Linked DNA regions of Mus musculus: all the other regions are linked to region 3. Evidence: chromatin contacts called from public promoter capture Hi-C data. All regions are on one chromosome and are shown on one strand. The core of a region is the stretch at or near the end of the contact, and the rest is flanking DNA. Distances in the headings are between cores, read along the strand shown. Region 1 holds the start of Pnisr (PNN interacting serine/arginine-rich). Region 2 has its middle 12 kb from the start of Tstd3. Region 3 holds the start of Cpne3 (copine III). Region 4 holds the start of Coq3 (coenzyme Q3 methyltransferase). Region 5 holds the start of Usp45 (ubiquitin specific petidase 45). Region 6 holds the start of Ccnc (cyclin C).

The links. Promoter capture Hi-C pulls out the DNA fragments that hold promoters and counts their contacts.
Region 1: a contact with region 3 is called in a promoter capture Hi-C map of pre-B cells, with 6 times the contacts expected there. The contact joins the promoter of Pnisr here to the promoter of Cpne3 in region 3. A contact is called at or near these places in 8 of 39 promoter capture datasets (the 3T3-L1 cell line, the C10 cell line, cranial neural crest and 5 more), 8 of 484 Hi-C or Micro-C datasets (CD4 T cells, CD8 T cells, LSK cells and 4 more), 6 of 115 datasets of contacts at active chromatin or transcription factors (astrocytes, embryonic forebrain, forebrain and 3 more) and 3 of 9 other capture datasets (adipose tissue, liver and macrophages).
Region 2: a promoter capture Hi-C map of pre-B cells shows a contact between it and region 3. The contact joins the enhancer-like site here to the promoter of Cpne3 in region 3. A contact is called at or near these places in 7 of 39 promoter capture datasets (the C10 cell line, cranial neural crest, embryonic stem cells and 4 more), 2 of 484 Hi-C or Micro-C datasets (CD4 T cells and muscle stem cells), 2 of 115 datasets of contacts at active chromatin or transcription factors (astrocytes and large pre-B cells) and 2 of 9 other capture datasets (liver and macrophages).
Region 4: a promoter capture Hi-C map of pre-B cells shows a contact between it and region 3. The contact joins the promoter of Coq3 here to the promoter of Cpne3 in region 3. A contact is called at or near these places in 6 of 39 promoter capture datasets (the C10 cell line, hippocampal neurons, liver and 2 more), 3 of 115 datasets of contacts at active chromatin or transcription factors (astrocytes, embryonic stem cells and large pre-B cells) and 1 of 9 other capture datasets (adipose tissue).
Region 5: a promoter capture Hi-C map of pre-B cells shows a contact between it and region 3, with 12 times the contacts expected there. The contact joins the promoter of Usp45 here to the promoter of Cpne3 in region 3. A contact is called at or near these places in 10 of 39 promoter capture datasets (the 3T3-L1 cell line, 3T3-L1-derived adipocytes, the C10 cell line and 6 more), 5 of 484 Hi-C or Micro-C datasets (CD4 T cells, CD8 T cells, muscle stem cells and 1 more), 4 of 115 datasets of contacts at active chromatin or transcription factors (astrocytes, embryonic stem cells, forebrain and 1 more) and 3 of 9 other capture datasets (adipose tissue, liver and macrophages).
Region 6: a promoter capture Hi-C map of pre-B cells shows a contact between it and region 3, with 4 times the contacts expected there. The contact joins the promoter of Ccnc here to the promoter of Cpne3 in region 3. A contact is called at or near these places in 5 of 39 promoter capture datasets (3T3-L1-derived adipocytes, the C10 cell line, cranial neural crest and 2 more), 4 of 484 Hi-C or Micro-C datasets (CD4 T cells, natural killer cells and pre-B cells), 6 of 115 datasets of contacts at active chromatin or transcription factors (astrocytes, embryonic forebrain, embryonic stem cells and 2 more) and 2 of 9 other capture datasets (adipose tissue and liver).

What each region holds. Positions count from the first base shown.
Region 1 is chr4:21,846,462-21,849,403 of GRCm38.p6, forward strand. Pnisr (PNN interacting serine/arginine-rich) reads left to right here and starts at 1,587. Exons shown (of 11, transcript NM_001369189.1): 1 at 1,587-1,678. It overlaps 4930528A17Rik (RIKEN cDNA 4930528A17 gene), which reads right to left and starts at 1,987. Exons shown (of 1, transcript NR_028384.1): 1 at 1-1,987.
Region 2 is chr4:21,753,990-21,756,985 of GRCm38.p6, forward strand. It overlaps a transcript of Ccnc not described here. Among named protein-coding and RNA genes, the nearest start is that of Tstd3, 12 kb to the right of the region's middle. Within about 2 kb of position 1,367, at least 99 of the 459 cell types and tissues checked have an H3K27ac peak or open chromatin away from gene starts, as enhancers often do. A contact at or near this core is called in embryonic stem cells and pre-B cells, where this site is marked.
Region 3 is chr4:19,568,653-19,571,917 of GRCm38.p6, forward strand. It overlaps Cpne3 (copine III), which reads right to left and starts at 1,456. Exons shown (of 16, transcript NM_027769.3): 1 at 1,349-1,456.
Region 4 is chr4:21,878,366-21,881,383 of GRCm38.p6, forward strand. It overlaps Coq3 (coenzyme Q3 methyltransferase), which reads left to right and starts at 1,281. Exons shown (of 7, transcript NM_172687.2): 1 at 1,281-1,431. The coding sequence starts at 1,323.
Region 5 is chr4:21,774,988-21,778,168 of GRCm38.p6, forward strand. Usp45 (ubiquitin specific petidase 45) reads left to right here and starts at 1,283. Exons shown (of 18, transcript NM_152825.2): 1 at 1,283-1,330.
Region 6 is chr4:21,725,895-21,729,065 of GRCm38.p6, forward strand. It overlaps Ccnc (cyclin C), which reads left to right and starts at 1,807. Exons shown (of 12, transcript NM_016746.4): 1 at 1,807-2,021. The coding sequence starts at 1,990.

The DNA.
Region 1 (2,942 bases), core at 337-2,836, 2.3 Mb after region 3:
AGGGCATTCCTATTTTCACATCTACCTATATTTTCTTTATTCAGTTTACTACAGTCTTGTTTCTAGAGTAATTTGATATTTCTTGTGCAGTTCCCAACTCAAAGACTTAGATTTTTAGTGCATGGTGTGGGTGCTAAAAACAGAGTTCTCACATTAAAGGGAATAAGAGAGTTTATTGTGGAGCCACATTTGAATGTCCATGGCACAAGGAACACAGTTATGCCAAATTTCTTTTATAACACGGAAGTGGTTTCATGACATTTTATAGTTTTTAAAGAACAGACAGTCATAAACCAAGGCAGGCTTAAGATACATTGGTGTGTACATCACAGAAGCTACAGCAAGATGGGGACACTTTTTACATCGCTGCAGATGCTATCTGATAACATTCTTAGCTCTTGGGTTGGTGGAAACTGGGAGTCAGCTAAGTTAAAAAGTTCCAAAGGCTGGGGCAGTGGTTAATAGCGCTGGTACCAGAGTTCAATTCCTAGTACCCACATGGCAGCTTACAACTATCTGTAGTCCAGCAACAAGTGATTTGACACCCTCACACAGACATGCACGCAGGCAAAACACCAATACACATAAAATAAAAATAAATAAATCATTTTTTTAAAAGTTCTAAAAGGTTTTTAATCTATTAGTCACAGGATTTAGCTCTAATATGGGGAGGTTGGCAAAGACTGGCAATTCGTGGGTAAAGCTAGGGCCAGATTGGGTAATTAGCCTCTGGACTTGTAAAATTCCAACCTCTCCACATCACTGAAGCTCCAATCAATCTTTGCAGACACAGACTTTTTCCTGGAATTCTCCTTCATAACTCTTTTTAGTTACACTGACATTTCAAGAAAGTCATTTTCCAATATTTAGGTTAAGAATGCTGTGTTTCTTAGAATTTTTGTTTCCTTTTGTAATTAAACTCCTAGTCTGGAAAGTTGACATTTTAGATATATGAACATTGTTCACGCTAAACACCTTTTACCTCCTTTCGGGAGGCCATCTTGGAGTTTAGGTAAGGAAGGACCAGTGGAAACTCTGCTTCTCAGTTACTTTTCCTTAAAGAGTAGCTGAGCGAAGTTGAACTGAGTAAATGTTCCCACCAGGGGGCGCGATGCTAGGAGGTGAACAAGGAGACCTAGCAAACACCCTGCTTCCAGAACTCAGGCTCTGCGACTCAGGCCTGGCACAGTGAGTTCCAAGTTGGCAGGGTTTGACTTGCGGTCCTCTCCGTAGTCTGAAAGAGGCAAAGCGATTCAGCATCCTTCCCAAAGCGGAACTGATTCTTAGAACGCATTTGCTCTTCGAGGGTCTCCTGCCTAAAGTTTACTAAATTCCGTCCATTGTACCGGAACGTTAGGCTCGGCTTTGTGCTGGCTGTACAAATGAAAATGTGTCGGGTATGACACGGGCTTCACACACAAGAGGGTCCAACTCGAGGTGGGTTGGGTTTGCCCTCAACAAAAATGGCGCGGACTCGTCCCGTCGGTAAGATCACATGGTCGTAAGCCTGGCTGAGAATCAGTGTGACTTCAGCCGAAAAGCGGATGTTATTATCATTCACTTCCGGGTGAGAACCACCGGGCGCCATCTTGTCTTGTTCATGAAGAAGTAGAAGCATCGAAAGGTTGGAGAGAATTACAGGAACGGTGGCGACAGCGGTATTCCGGAACCGGAGCGGGTAAGCGACGAGCAGTTTACCCCGGGGGACCTGCCGGAGGACTAAAGTCCTCTGGGTCAGTGTGGCGAACGGAGCGGGACTCAGGCTGCGTACGCTGCTTGGCGCCACCGCCAGAACCTCATTCCGGAGAAGCTCCGGCGTCCGCCCGAGAGAGTGAGCGAGAGAGCCGCTGTCGCCCGAAGGGAACCGCCTTTGGCTAAGGAGAGGGCTCACGACCCATTCTTCGAACTAAGAGTTTCCTTTGAGAAGGCAAGGGACTAATTGTTGGGCGCCTGAGCGGCCGTTAAGCAGTGCGCGTGCGCAGTGGGAACCCTTGAGGGGCAGGGAGTGTGGAGGGGCGGAGGCGGCGGGGGCCGGGATCTGGAACTTCGACTCTGCGACTCGCACTACGCAGGCGCAACCGCTTTCTGCTGCGTCCTAGACAAGTATCATTTAGTTGCTTAGTTTTGGTGTTTTTACCCAGTGATGGGTATTATGTGTTAAGCATCACTGAGGAAACAAGTAGTATCCTATATTTCAGTTGTTTCGTAGTTTTGTGGATAATAGTGTCATCTTAACAAAACTGGGCACTGAGCAAATTTTGACTGTGCTTGATTAAATTAGCAGTCTTTAATACTTCATTTACCTTTTCTCTTCCTAACCCTAGATAAAACAAAAACAATCTTGGATTTTTTTTTTTTTTTGAGTACATCCAGCTAAAACCAAACCAGAACAGTAAAGACTTTATTTGTGGGGTGGTTTTCTAAAGCATCAGGGGAGACGTAATGAGTTCTCGGATATTCTTAAGACACACAATTTAAAACATAAGTAAGCTTTATATTTAAGGACTTTTTTGAGCCTCATTATATGATCCTGGCTGGCCTGGAACTCCTGCCTTCGCTCATGAATGCTGGAATTAAATGTATTCACTACCACATCAAGCCCTAGAACTTAATTTAATTATAGAAAAATTAAACAGCTAGTGTATAACCACGTGTTTTATTTTCTCAGTAACATATACTTCCATGACACGTTTTTTTGTTTTTTTTTACTATTAATGGAACAATGTTGTTACATTATTAATTGAGGGCATGCTCCTATTTCCTTAGTTAAAGAAAAAAATCATTTTTAAAAAAAGATAGTATTTTTCTGTGGAGATCCCCTGGAACTGAAGTTACAGATGGTTGTGAGTTGCCATGAGGTGCTGGCAACTGGAGGCAGGTCCTCTGCAAGAGCAGCCGGTGCTGTAGCTGCTGAGCCTTCTGGCCACCGTCTCTGTTCAATG
Region 2 (2,996 bases), core at 117-2,616, 2.2 Mb after region 3:
GGGTATTGCTGACTCATCTTGTGAAACAGATAAGATTACAGGGTAAGGATCTTCCCAAGGGAAGTAAAACCCTTGATGTCTGGACCAGAACTTGCTCCCCGGGATAGAACTGTTACTGTCCCGTGTCTCATGTCTGAAAGGAAGGAATGAAGAGAGGAAGAAAGGAAGGAAGGAAGGAAGGAAGGAAGGAAGGAAGGAAGGAAGGAAGGAAGGAAGGAGAGAGAGAGAGAGGGAGGGAGGGAGAGAGAGAAAGAAAGAAAGAAAGAAAGAAAGAAAGAAAGAAAGAAAGAAAGAAAGAAAGAAAGAAAGAAAGAAAGAAAGAAAGAAAGAAAGGAAGGGCGGGGAGCATGACTGCTTCTAAGTATGGTGGAGGGGAAAGTTTATTATAGATATGTAGGAGGCCATAGTCGGAGGCAGACATATTTGGGAAAGTCCAGACTCTATGGGAAGTAGGTGGATGGGACACACACCTAGTACAGTGGCCAGAAGGCCAAAAGTACATAAGAGGAGTGGGTAACCAAACTGGATTATATAAGGAAGAGTCTCTAAGGGAATGGCAGCCTGGGCCCTGGGCTGGAGATTTCAGGGTAGACTGTGGAGTATGCCCGCCTTATCCTGTAACAGGTAGGGATTGAGGGCTGCTGGGAGAACTTGTAGGCCGAGTCTACTTTGATATGTTAAACAGGCACCTTGGAGACAGGTCCTGAGTTTGAAACTTAACACAGATGACTGTCAAAATAGTAGGCTCTGCAGCCGGGGCGGTGGTGGTGCATGCCTTTGATCCTAGCACTTGGGAGGCAGAGGCAGAGGCAGGTGGATTTCTGAGTTCGAGGCCAGCCTGGTCTACAGAGTGAGTTCCAGGACAGCCAGGGCTACACAGAGAAACCCTGTCTCGAAAAACTGAAGAGAAAAAAAAAAAAAAAAAAAAGTTTAACATCTGTTGGATGTTTGCTAACTTTTGTTATATTTGGTTACCAGGAATCAAACCAGGGTCTTGTATATCCTAGCAAATTTTTGCTATCACTAAACTACGTAGCTACCCCTTTTTACTTTTTGAGACAGGTTCTCATTAATTTGCCTAGGTTGCCTTTGAACTCACAATCCTTCTGCCCCAGCCTCTAGAGTAGCTGAGGTCACAGGCATGCTCCAATGAGCCTGCCTGGCCTAGTTACTCCGTTTTAAATTCTAGAATCTCTATTTGAAACTTCCTGTCTTTTGATATAGTTCCCCTTAATTAAGTCATCAACTTACTGAATGTATTTTAGTTACTTTACTTTTTTTAGTCACAGTTACTAGGGTGATTTCAGTAGGAGTGGCCTCCATAGACTTCTGTGTTTGAATGCTTGACCCATAGGGTGTGGCACTCTTAGGCGGTGTGGCCCTGTTGAGGTAGGTGTGGCCTTGTTGGAGGAAGTGTGTCATTGGGAGTATAGTGTTTGAGGTCTCAGAAGCTAATGCCCAGGCCCCATGGCCCAAAGTCTTTCCCTGCTGGGAATCAAGATGTAGAACTCTCATAGCAACATCTAGGCAGACATGGGGCCGGAGGAGCTGAGAGAGTTCCACCTCTTGTTCCCAAGGCAACTAGGAGATGATTGGCTTCCAGGCAGCTAGGACAAGAGTCTTAAAGCCCACGACCACAAAGACACACTTCCTCCAACAAGGCCACACCTACTCCAACAAAACTGCATGTCCTAATAGTGCCACTCCCTGGGCCAAGCATATTCAAACTACCATCCTGTCTGTCTTCAGATCAAGATGTAGAACTCTCTTAGCTCCTTTCCAGCAGCATGTCTGCCTGTGAGCCATGATGTTTCCTGCCATGACAATAATGAACTAAACCTCTGAACTGTAAGCCAGCCCCAGTTAAATATTTTCCTTTATAAGAATAGTTGTGGTCATGGTGTTATTTCACAGAAATAGAAAATCAAACTAGGACAACAGTTACTTTAATCCTTGTGTCTGAAAGTCCAATATATAAACCCCCTCTGGCTCTCTTCTATTTTCCTCTGAGGTAAGGCCTCATATAGCTCAAGCTGGCCTTTTATTCTCTGTGTAACGGAGGACCTTGACTCCTCCTGCCTTCACCTCCCAAATGTCAGAGTTATAAGAATATAACACCATACCAGGCTCCTTTTTTCCTGCTACTTTTCCTTTTTTTTTTTTTTTGATTTATTTATTATATGTAAGTACACTGTAGCTGTCTTCAGACACTCCAGAAAAGGGCATCAGATCTCATTACAGATGGTTGTGAGCCATCATGTGGTTGCTGGGATTCAAACTCAGGACCTTCAGAAGAGCTGTCGGCGCTCCTAACCGCTGAGCCATCTCTCTAGCCTCTTCCTGCTACTTTTCAATTATAAGATACTATTTCCTGCTGGTGGCCCACACCTTGAATCCCAGCATTTGGGAAGCAGAGGCAGGCAGTCTCTGAATTTGAAGCCAGCCTGGTGTATGTATGCGTTCCAGGCCAGCTACAGCTACACAGTAAGACAGTGTCTCCAAACAAAAACAAACCAAAAGAGATCCTGACTCCTGTTGTGCCTAGCAAGTTTTGATACAAGTCTGGACATTACATATGAAAACTTGAGATAGCCTTTGGCTCTCATTCACCTGTAGGATAACCGCAAACTGTATTCTATAGGCAATATCTGGTTTGTCACCTGCTTTTTGGCCTGGCCTTAAGAATTTTGCTGAATTTCTAAATAGTTGAAAGAACATTTGGTGACACATGAATGAATTATGATTCATACTTTAGTGTGCATATGAAACCTTATGGGAGGGTAATCATATTTACATATTCATCTATCAGAGGTTCAGGAAGACACCTGCATTTGGATCTTAGTTGACATTTAGTTCTTGAGGGGACTGGTCAATTTATGGCTTAACTGCACCATTAGTTGTAACTAAAAGCCAGGTACTAGCCAGGCTGTTAGTTGATGGGCCCAGTACTACAATTTTGGTACATCCTCTACAGTTTACTTTCTCCTTAAGTTCAT
Region 3 (3,265 bases), core at 206-2,705:
TTTTGTCTCATTAAGAGAGCTTCTGCATGGTCCAATCTTGGAGATGAGGCACTAGATTTTCAGGCTCGAGTGGGGTGCATTTTTCAACTCATCAGCCAAAAGGGGCCGCCTTTTAAAAAATATTCTCAAAACAGAGGGGGCAGGGTGAGGGGGAGTGTTGAAAAGCAGATAGATTCTGAGAATCCACTGTTGTCACTACAACTACCATCATCATTTATCTTATCGTTATTTATGTATCAGACACTTCGATGAGTGATCTACAAACATTTTATTTAGCCCTCACCACTCTGACACATCAGTGCTATATCCATTTTACAAATGTAGAAACACACCATAAAGGGTTGGGCATCCCACCCAAAGGTTAGACAGATAACAAAACCTCAGAACATACTTGAAACTAGACAGATAGTCACTGCCTTTCTTGTGAAATAAGATTCACTTACTTTTGTAAATCGTAAAGTATTAAAAAAAAAGTACAGACCACAATCGAAACCTAATGCTACCACTTTCAGAGGTGCCAAGTTTCATAAATTAATTCCAGTTTCCTGAGGAGTGAAAAAGATAATAGTCGCATTTATGCTTGTTGTGAGCTAACTATATATAAAAATGGTCTTAACACAGAGGTTGTGGGTCACTGCAAACCACTGGTTATTTTAATCCTACTTCACCCTCTGATTATTGGCGGCCACAAACACAACAGAAAGAAACAAAAGCTGATCGCAGTCAAGTGCATTAGCGCCAACACTAACGGTCACTATGCTCTCAAGTTTCTGACTGCAAAACAAGTAAGTGGCACTGCCCTTCCTTCGCGTCGCGTGTGCAGTGAGCCCAAAGCCCTGGACACAGGTGCAGGAGCTTGCTAGGACTTCACCCAGGCCCAGCTTTGCACCGAATTCAGTAGCACCTTTTCCCTCAGCACGCAGCCTTTCCTCCACCGTTCCCCCACACGACCGGTTCGTCTGGTTCACCAATCTTTCCCCGCTGAGCGGGACCGAGATTTCGGGGCTGTAACCCTTCGCCCCACCCTGCCCTTCCACTCGAGGCCCGCGGATCCCCGGCAGGGTTCTTCAGGTGCGCGAGCCGCAGGCCCAGGAGGCGCTCGCGGCCCCCAGGCTGACCCCCAGCCCCGGACTTCCACGGGCCGCGGACCCAGCACGCGACACTCGGGAGTCCCCAGAGTGGGCACCGGAAACCCACGGAGCACTTCCAGCGCCCGGGGCCCGGAGGGACGGGCCATGGAAGCCTGAGGGCCCTAAGTCTTCCCGCCCGGGACCGGCCCGCTTCCCGGGAGGCTGCAGGCTTGGGCTGGGACACACGGCTCCGGAGCTGGGAAAAGTCACGCACTCACGTGCTATATCGCCGCAGAAGTCGAGTGAGGGTGGAGAGCCAGCGAGGAGCACCGCAAGGCGGCAGGACCGCAGGGGCTTTACTGGAACCTGAGGGCTGGACCGCGGAGGGGCGGGGCTCGTGGGCGGAGTCCCGGAGCGGAGGGGCGAGGGCGGAGCTTGTGGGCGGGACCAAGGTGAAGTTTTGCTTTTGATAGGGAGCTTGCTGCCCAACCCATTTCAACCCATTTTCACTCCCAGTTTTCTTTGCTGCGCCTCAACCCGCTGACCTTTTAAAGAATTCTTACAAAACCCGTAATTGACTTTAGGCAGTAAAATATCTGATCTGGTCTGGGGGGGAGGGGGGGGGGGCTCGGAAGTGAAGAGCACTTGTTGCTCTTGCAGAGTTCCCGGTTTGTAGCTCACAAACATCTAGCACATTCCAGAGGATCTGGCATTCTCTTCTGATCTCCCCAAGGCAGCAGGCAGGTGTGTGTGTATGTGTGTGTGTGTGTGTGTGTGTGTGTGTGTGTGTGTGTGTACAAACATGCAAGCAAAACATTCATACATGCAAAGCAAAACAAATAAACCTTAAAAAAATAAAGAAAGAAAACAGATCTGGACAAGGAAATAGTGTGAAATGCCAGCTCTTAAGCATCCTTCTGTAGAGCGTACACCTTCCCAGAGTAATTTTACATGCTTATTTTATTTAATATATATTTATTTTATTTGGTCGTCACAAAAGCTTTGTTATGTGTTTAGCGCCACGTGCCTTTTCATAAGAATGGTGCAAGAAAATACTGTGAAATGTGGTAGGTAAACAGTTGTTCAATTTGCCTAAAGTCATCAGATTATGCTAATCTCAAAATGCCTATGGTGATGGGTACTCAAAGTCACATCCTTCTATTGAATGAAAATTTAAAATATCTGCTGGAAAAAAATGGGATAAAAATCAACAAAGACAAACGAACAGTATTACAAAAGTTACTTCACTTACATTGGTGAGGGGAAAAAGGCGGGGGGGGGGGGGGACACTCAATAGAAAGGACTAAAGAATGGAATGTGATATGTAAGCTTCCAGAGGAGAAAGGTCATCTCAGTCTTACCCAGCAGTGAACCCTAGAGCGCCAGTGATGAGCAGCCTGGAAAGACATGCCCTTTGTGCAATAGTGGCAGGAATATCATGGAAATAACTCACCACTTTCTGATTGGATTTAAGTTCCACTCCACTCCACAAAATGAAATCCATACCTGGCACTATTATCGAGGCAAAAACAACAGCTAGGCAGGTCACAGACCCAGGGGAGAATCTACTATAAATATTCTGCTCAATGGACAGAGTATCAAGTCAGCTCCTAATGGCTTTTCGTTAAACTCATAGATTAATGCACCTCTCCGCTCTCATCAGAGCAGCTTCTGTTTGCAGCCGTGGTGAACAGAGTCCCGCAAATGTCCAAGGCACAGAGGGTGAGACTAAGGAAAGCATACCCCTAAATGGGATAGTTGCATCATGCCCCCTCCTTCCAAGACCCAGCAGTGATCATTAAAGAAGACAGAAAGCAAAGAATGTAAGAGCTAGAGTCTTCTGGGCAGTTTTAAATGTGAGCTCACTGCAACTTTGACAGCCTGGAATGACCTGCAAAAGCTCAGGTTGGACAAATTCTCAGCATGGAGAGGGGCAATAGGTATAAAGTCTCACTCTTAGCTGTATATTAGTAATGTAGTAGCAACTGAAAACTGCTGGGAGAAAGTGAGTTTGTTTCCTTCAAGAGATTGCCTCTCGTAGGTCAACCATGCTCACCTTTAGTCTACTTTGGACATAGAAGGATCCAAAATAAGATGTAAATTAGATATGACCTAGTCATATAAAGCAAACATTCAAAATCCTTACAGTGGGAAGAGAAACTGCACTGCTAGCCACCTAACTTATCATTGTCCCT
Region 4 (3,018 bases), core at 31-2,530, 2.3 Mb after region 3:
CTTACAGAAAAGCGTTTTGTTGCTGCGTGGGGGGATTTAGAGGGTTCTTTGCTTCCTACCAGTATTTAAGCATATCACTTCCTGCCTTTGCTGAAGCGAGACTGGGATGGCTATGGAGCTGTGTGGTGTACACTTAATGTTAAGTACAGTCCATGCACAGAAGTCCTTAAGAGTGTTAACCATGATTTTCCGTGGGTCTGTCAATCCAGCAAAAACATGACACTTCAACTTGTGTATAAAACTTTCCACCTTCATTTGGAGAAATGGCCATATACCTCCAAACACAGGGACCTCTGACAGTGATAGAGCAGCTGGTTTTCATACAGCTTATGAGGTTAGTATTTTAGCTCAGAGGATGAGAGCTTAGTAAGTTTCCCCGATTTAAAGGACAGCACTGCCTGCTGAAATGTAGAATGACGCCCTAAATTTTAGGAGTTTACCCTTCTTTTTATGAGGGCATTATTTTTTATTTTGTTGTTTGTTTTTTAACCGTTCCTGGTTTGCTTTTAGTTGCTGGGATAAAACACTGACTAAAAGCAACTCTAGGAAGGGTTTCTTTCTCTTTGGCTTAGAGATCCTAATCAATCATTGAGGGAAGTCTGGGCGAGATCCATAAATGCAAGCTTCAGATACAACCCAGTTCCACTTTCCAAAGGGCTGAACATCAATCAAGAAAACGCCGCCCCACAAACACGCAGTTCAGTCTAATGAAGGCAATTCAGGAGAGGGTCCCTGTTTCCTGGTGAATCAAATTAATGTCAAGTTGACAAAAAAAAAAAAAAAAAAAAAAACTAGTATGAACTTCATATTAGATTCATACTAGAATCTTTCATACTGCTCCGTTTCTACTTCCAATAAACGTCTAAACTGAGTGTAAGGAGTTTTCTGCTACATACGGTGTATCCTGAACAGAATAAAGGGTCAGTTTCAAAGAATGTACTTTAGATGTGGACTTCTGTTCTCTGTGATTACTTGAGCGCATTGAAAGAGAATGGGTTTCTCGGAAAAAGCATTTCCGTACTTGATTTTAAGCATTAGAGTCGGTTTTCCAAGACTGAGGAGATAGCTCGTAAATACGAAAACAGCACGGCGTGACTCGTAGGACGAGAAGGTAGGTAGGTCTTCGTGGCCTTTTATTAGGAACATCTCTTTATTTCATTGCAGACATAATTTGATAGAGGAGCTCGAGTTAACGGTGACCACAAATTCACATTAACTAATGCAAATGCAAAAGCCGGCATCCGCGAGTGTAGGAGGCGGAACCCTTCCGCTGGGGATTTGTTGTGAGGAGGGACCGGAAAAGGAGTAGGATTCTAGTCGCGATGTGGAGAGGTGGAAGGCTGGGCTCTCGTGGGGTTCGTCTCCTGGAAACGCTAGGGTTTGGGTGCCCCAGCGCGGTCGCCCAGCCTCCTCGCCTAACTTCACGGTCGGGTGAGTGTCGCCGGCGCGGAGGTTCTTCCGCACGCCTCGGGTGCCGGGGCGGCTCTGCGCAAGCGCGGCAGAGAGCGGTGGGCTGTCCGGCTCCGTGGGGTCTGGTTAAAAGCAGCGCCGCGCTGCCCCGTCCTCATCCCTGGTGACCTCCGGGACCTGGTGTTGCTCTCTCCAGCGGCTACAACCCTCCAGGTCTGAGAAGCCAGGGGAAAAAGGCTGAGGACTAAGGATCTGGGCCTCGGAGAGCGTGTCTCTTGTGCCGCCGCCGCCGGGTAGCCCACGACCTTTGCCCTATTTTATTTGCGTTCTATGAGCTTGTGGCCCGGGAGCCGCCATTCAACTTGCTGGATCCTGGAGGTGGTTCTTGCTTTCCAAACCAAACCAAGAAAGACACACGGGGAACGTCCTAGCGCTGCCTCACTACTTTATTGCTCACCATCTTACCGTCCCCGCCAAAGAATTTAAGGCATTTATGCTCTTGTTTGGCAAATAAAGTAAAGAGCTAACTGCATTTGGTGCTATAGATTTTTAAACGCAAGTAGTACGCAGATAATTAGGTTCAACCTTTACAAGAAAATGACCAGGCCGGGCGTGGTGGCACACGCCTTTAATCCCAGCACTCAGGAGGCAGAGGCAGGCGGATTTCTGAGTTCGAGGCCAGCCTGGTCTACAGAGTGAGTTCCAAGACAGCCAGGGCTACACAGAGAAACCTTGTCTCGAAAAACAAAAACAAAAACAAAAAAAAAAACAAAAAAAAAAAAGAAAAAAAAAGAAAAGAAAATGACCACTATATGGTAGAGATTGGTATGGTTGGGAATTTTAATATGACAGTAACAGCAATAATACCTATTTAAATACTACTGAAAAAAATAATTATAATTTTTAAGAGAGCAAGATATAAATAAATATTAATGAACTTGGAGATCTAGATGGAATTACGATTCCAACTTTAATTTTCTGGAGAGATGATTTTATACTCTTCTATTGTCTTTTATAAGATTTTATTGTCTTTATATACATTTATACTCTTTTATTGTTTAAACTTTGTCTTCCAGAACAATCCGAGTCATTGTTCCAGAGATCCAGAACATCTCTGGTCCATTTTTTAGAAACCTTTTAATGTGTGTCTCATACATCAGAAGACCCACCTGCCTCGGCCTCCCAAGCTGTTGTGATTGGCATGTTCTTCCCTTACGTATAGTCACCTCCTCCGTGCCTTTGCCAGCTCTGCTGACATGATGCCATTGCTCTAATTTGTACTTGTCTCACCACATCTTCATGTCACTGCCAGTCTTTTCTGGTATGGGCATGGGTATGGGTGTTTGCTTGCATCTACAGCTGCAGACCACAGGCTGTGTGTGCCTGATGTCCTTACAGGCTAGAAGAGAGCATCGGATTCCCTAGGACTGTACGTCTATCGGTTGGAAACTGCCCCATGGATGCTGGAGAATCCAGTCCAGTTTCTCTGGAAGAGAAGCCAGTGTTCTTAACTGCTGAGCCACCTCTCCAACCCTCATCGCCCATTTAAAAGATAGACTTTTGGCTTATAGCAGCCTTGGCTGATGGTTATTTTCTTTAAGAGCTTAG
Region 5 (3,181 bases), core at 33-2,532, 2.2 Mb after region 3:
TGGGTAGAGGAGCAGGGCGGGGTGGGGGGTATAGGGAACTTTCCGGATAGCATTTGAAATTTGAAATATATATAAAGAAAAGATCTAATAAAAAAAAAAAGAAAGAAAAACCAGAAAAAAACAAAAAACAAAAACCTGACACAATTTAGGATGCAAATTTTTGCATCTTTTACATAGTCTATTTCAAATTCAATACTAACATATGAAACTTGATATTTATACAGACAAATTTGAAATTTGTATATAGACTTTGGAATTATATCATAACCCAAACTGTTCTTACAGATGCAGCATTTCTTTTTTTCCCTGGAAGAAAATGACCTTCTAAAAGACAATTATGTACCCCATACCTAGTATCTTGACCAGCATGCTTGTATTCCACTGCATTTGTCTAATGAATGGTTCCTATAAACAACATAAAGGAAGAGTTCTCTCCTTTGCCAAGTTTCCCCATGGAAATGAATTAGATTTTTAAGTTAAAAAAAAAAAAAAAAGTGGAAACAACAAACCACAACAACAAACCCAGTCAGCTTTTGGTTCTTAACTGAACTCTTTTAAACTCCAACCCCAGCACACGATCCATTAGGTCACAACTTGTCCCTTGTGAAAGACTGTGGCTCATCAACTAGTGCTTGCAAGAAATTATTTTTTGTTTTTTAAATTTTTTTATTTTTTGTAACAGGAAGAGGGTATCGGATCCCATTACAGATGGTTCTGAGACACCATGTGGTTGCTGGGAATTGAACTGAGGATCTCAGGATGAGTAGTCAGTGTTCTTAACCACTGAGTCATCTCTCCAGCCCCACAACAAAATTTCAAACCAACTGTTTTTACTCAAAAGCAAGGTGTACATTGTTGTAACAGATGATCGGATTGAGCAGAATTACAGGTGTGATGTACAATCTAGTTCAGAAGTGAGAACCACGTGAAATAAAACGTTAAAATCATATAGAGTGAATCTCAGATGCGACTTTAGGTTCCGAGTTGGGTGATGGAACAAGGGAAGCTGTCTTAAAAGGCACCCAGCAAGTGGGACGCAGCTCACTAAAGCCAGCGCCTGCATCCAGGCCCCGTGGCTGGCACTGTAATCAGTTGGCTGCAGGGCGCCATCCCCTCATCCCATCTACACTCCTCCACCATGCTCCAACCTCCAAGCCGCCAAAGGAAAACCCAGATCTGGGTCTGGACTCAAAGTCCCGCCTTCGGCCCACCCAGAACACCAGACCCCGCCCTCGCCCCCGCCCAGGACGCCAAGCCCCGCCTTCTCCGGGTTCCCCTCTGCACAGGCGCAGAAGCTCCTGCGTGTGGAAGCTGCGGCCCGGCGGGCGGGGTGAGTTGGGGCCCAGGCTTTGGGGTCACTGTAACCACTGTGTCTTCGCTTGGGCGACGAGACCTTCCTGTACGTCAACCAGCCTAGAAAGAGAGGTTTCCTAGCCTACCCTCGCGTCCAGATTCACAAAGGCACCAGGCGGCCTCCCGGGCCGAGTGCTGGCGGCAGGGGGGAAGAGCCGGGGTCGGGGAGGGAGCCAGGCCGAGTCTCGTCTTTTTGGTGACCCGGGCATGCAGCGTCCGCTTGTCCCCTCGGGGTCTCCCCTCGCAGCACATCCCGCTCTGCTAACTTGGGGTGCATTCATGGCCTGACGAAGAGCCTAGACACAGCTTTTTGGCGACGCCAAATATTAGGTTAGGGGTCGATCCTATACCTGAGCCCACGTCCGGCTCCCGGACTTCTGCAAGTCACTTTACCTCTATCCAGTTCCAAGTGTAAATTAAGGATGATGATAGTGACGTATCTCAAAGTGCTTGTAAGAGGTTCATAGAATTGAGTGTTTTGAGCCCGGGTATCTAAAAGGAAGATGTTTGCATTTCCTCTTCTCACGCTGGAGAATAGCAGCCCAAAACTTAAAAAAAAATCAAAACAAAAACCAATTTGACAAGGGAAGCTTGTAGCCAGTTGAAAAGTGTGATATTAATTGCGTTAGCCGTACATCCTTTGTTAGAGGTAACGCAAGTGCTAGATAATATTTAAATTAAAAGCTGAAGTTGACGTCTCAGCAGGTCGCCAAACCTGATGGTTCAATCTCCTGGACCCACGAGGTGAAAGAGAGAAGCTACTCTGACCTCACTAATGCAAATCGAAACACTAAACACGTGCACAGCCATACATATAAAATACATCAATAGATTTATGTTTTAAAAGAAAGCTGTAACGTTTGATGTTTGCAAAACCTCAAAAAAAAAAAAAAAAAAGAAAGAAAGAAAAAGCCAGAACATGTTTGTGGTGAAGTCAGGCCTGAAACTTCTGTCCTTTGATGGCTCTGCCTGCAACATTGGCCCTTGTTTGGCATCTTAAAACTTGGAGTTTGGGCATGTTCTGATGTAGTAGTAATTGTTCTATACTCAGCATTATGTTTCATGCCAAAATGACCAGTTACCATACAGTTTCTGTGCTCCAAGTCTCTAATGGGTTCCCCTGAACCCAGATTCATGTTGCTGCTTAGTCCTTGTCTTACCCACCTGAAGAGAGAGACTTTATGGAAGTTATGGGCAAAGTACCCTTTTCCAGTCTAGTCGGGTTGAGTGTTCATAGAATGTACCATGAAATATACAACCATGTGCTGAATCCTGTGAGTCAGTCCTCTTGACTCCTCAGTGCCAGGAGAGACTTGGAGGTTTCCAGACACAATTTTGATAATGGAAAGCCTTTGAAAGTCCAGTAGTTGGATTTTAATGTTGTTTGCTTGCTTGTTCTGCCTTAAGTGGCATTTGTAGGAGAAGGTTACATGGTATTGCCACATTATGGCTTGTGGATGTTCAGATAACGTTACATCTGCTAGAAAAATGATTGGAAATTGCCCCTCCATTACCGGGAGACGTTTGAGACAACGGTTTCGAAAAAGGTAGCAGGTTGTTTACAAAGTCAAAATCAAAAATCTGCCTCTGAGTATTCTTCCAGAGGTCATCATTATCTGTACATAAATCTTCATCAAGGGTTTATCTGTTATAGGGGAAAATATATCATTTCTCGTGAGCTGTTTCTGTCTGAGAATGCCTTACTCTGGCCAGGGCTCAAATTAAAGTTAGTGGATGCAGGTTTGTAAATTTAGAGGTGGAAAGCCGGGATTGGTGGGGCGGTAGGGGAGGTGCAGGTGAGACTGAAAAGGGTTTGGAGTGTCTGAGT
Region 6 (3,171 bases), core at 557-3,056, 2.2 Mb after region 3:
TTCCAGAGATCCTGAGTTCAATTCCCAGCAACCACATGGTTGTTCACAACCATCTGTAATGGAACCTGATGCCCTCTTCTGGTGTGTCTGAAGACAGCTACAGTGTACTCATATAAATAAAATAAATAAATCTTTAAAAAAAAGAAAAAGAAAAATATGATCTGCCGGGCGTGGTGGCACACGCCTTTAATCCCAGCACTCGGGAGGCAAAGGCAGGCGGATTTCTGAGTTCCAGGCCAGCCTGGTCTACAAAGTGAGTTCCAGGACAACCAGGGCTATGCAGAGAAACCCTGTCTTGAAAAAACAAAACAAACAAACAAACAAACTGATCTGCAGTGAAACAAACAGTAATGTTCACAAATGTATTACATGCCTCTCAACATTTTTTAGGTACCTTGGCTATTAAGTTGGAGTCATTTGGGTATATTCTGGTCAGTGGGTCATGAAAATTGATTGGGTTGTTTCTATTTCAAGACTCTTAATACTAGTTATTAAAGAGCTCGCTTGAGTCATGTTCTGCCCAGAAAGATGTTGATCTTGGAAGCAAGGAACATTGAAATGAATAGTTGGGAGATAGAAACCCTCTAGTTCTCTGAAGATCTAGAGGGCAGCCAGGAAGAACTAGCCAGCTTTAGGAAATACCATGAGAATGAGACGAATTTTCAAGCTAAGTTGGGGGTATAACAATGTTATAACAATGAAGCCTAGTCTAGCTCATCCAAATTCAAGAATAAATGTATTTCACAGGTTAATTGTGTACGTGCCTAAGTGGGTGGAATTTAAAAACATCTTTTCTATAGTTGGCATACTAGTTTCACTTATAGAAATTGTTTTCACTCCATTCCACATCTCAATTAGACTCCACTCACAAAGGAAAAACATTGGTGCTATCTTCCTCGGAATTCTTGACTAATTTTCAGGTGTGCCCAATCATTTAGAGACATTTTTTAATTTAAATTAAAACTTAAAAGATTTAGATAGATCCTCACCTGTCCTAGGCTGGCCCAAAACAACGTATCTGAGGGTATTGAATACCCTTAGCTTGCAGGTGTATATAGTGCTGAGTATCACCCAGAGCTTCTGGGGCACCAGCAAGCATTTTACATCCTTGATTATCTACATCCCTTTTCCTCTTTTCCCCTAGATGGCGTCTCAGCATGAAGCAAGGACTGGCCTGAAACTCCTCATGTTCTTGACTCTGCCGCCGAAGTACAGTACGAAACGCGAACGCAAAGTTGCAATGATAACAGCAACATTTAAATATTATTTAATTGCATTTCTGCGGCATACCCATTTGGAACGTAAGTGTTAGCTAGATGTACATTTATATGCTCATGTTTTTAGGTAAACAAGTAGCCGGCTCTGACATAAAAAGATTGCTACTCTAAGTTAAGTCTACACTTAACTCGTTAGGCTTAATACCGACAGGAACTTTACTAAGAGCACTTACATCTTAAGGCCAAAATTACTTTCATTTATTTCTCCTTTCAGCCCTAGGGAAAAAGCAGTCATATACTGCCATGCTTTCTTCAACGCCAGTGTGCTATTTCTGAAGGCCTACACCGTGGATTAACAAGATCCCTAAATGGACCCAAAAGAAAACCGCACTAGACCAGAAACCCAGTGTGTGGACGCTCTGGAGGAGAATTGGCAGGAAACCTCGGGGAGAGCCTCTCGCCACCGGGAGCCTCCGCCCGTGTTTCCTTAGCTCCCGCCTCAACAAGCCCATTGGCGGTCGGGCGGTTGCTAGCTTCCTCCGCAACTAGGGCGGGCCGGAACTTTTGTCTGCCGGAACCGGTGTACGCCGCTCAGTGTTGTCGACCGGCGTCAAGGCGACGAGGGTGCTGTTCTCTTCCTCCGGCTGCGGTGGCTGTGGAGTTCAGCCCAGCCAGTCTGGTAGGAGCACAGTCGTCCGGACTGTGTCTATGGTCGCTCCGCGGGCCGCTTTGCTGGCTGGTGCATTTGTATCAGGGCAAGCAGTATTATTCCATGGCAGGGAACTTCTGGCAGAGCTCCCACTAGTAAGTGAGCTTCCATTTTCTCGCCTGGGGCCGGGGCTGGGGCACAGGAGGGCTGGGCCTGCCCATCCCTCGGGGTTTCCATCCTGGCCGCTGCGGGTGAGCCCTCCCTGGGAAGCCGGGGGTCCGAAACGTGATGCTGTCGTTTGCGAGCCTCCCCTCTTCTCACAGAGAGATTTCGGGAGCAGAGGGGAGGTGAGCTCGAAGGATGGGTAAGAGGTAAGGGGTTTGATCTCCGGGAAGGGAGTCGGAGGCGGTTTCATTTCAAATTTGGGGTTTGATTGGTGGGATGATGTGGGCACCGGCAAGGGAAAGAGTGACCCATTGTAGCTCTGTGAGGTTCCCTGCTTTGGATGGACATGGTTGGCTATTGCTAGCTAGCTTGTTTGTTTGTTTGTTTTTTCATAGCAGTGATATTATAATCTCTTGTCATTCGCCTTACTGTAGATTTAATATTTACTCAGAGGAGAGGAGTGAGTCGTGCTTGTTTCTACCTGCTGCTTCCTGGCCCAGCCTTATGCCTAGATTGACACCACTACCCCCATCCCCGAAGCAGTGTTTCTCACGTTGAGGGATGGCTGCCCTAAAACTCACAGGCTGGCATCGAACTTAATGAAATCTGCCTGCCTCTGCTTCTGCTTCTAAGTGTTGGAATTAAAGGCATGAGCCACCAATTGCAGGCTCCTAAATTGACTTTAATGCTTCTAGAATTTGCGAGCACAGGGGCTCTCAAAATATATCCATTTTCATTCATTAGCCAGTGTCTTATATTTTGCCTTAAAGTCGTGTATTTCCCAGATTTTGTCCTCTTCCTTTAACCACTTAAATCACTAAATTTTAATGTCTTTCAGTGACCATGGAAGGGCTAAAGTAATCTTAAAGATATTTGTCTCTAAATACATTTGGTTAAACATGCAGGAAGTTGTATGCTTGGGCTAAGCGTTGAGCAGGCTTTCCACTAAATACATAAAAAATGAACAGGACTAGATAGAGACATTTAGTTTAATTAAATTTTAGTGGGAAGAGAATAACAAAATTTTAATTCTGTGAATTGGTTTGCTTGTTTCCCTCTTTGCCTGAGAATAAAGAAGAAGAAGGGGGAAAAAAAAAGAAAGAAAGAAAACTGAATTTGGAAACCTGTTTCTGAAAGCAG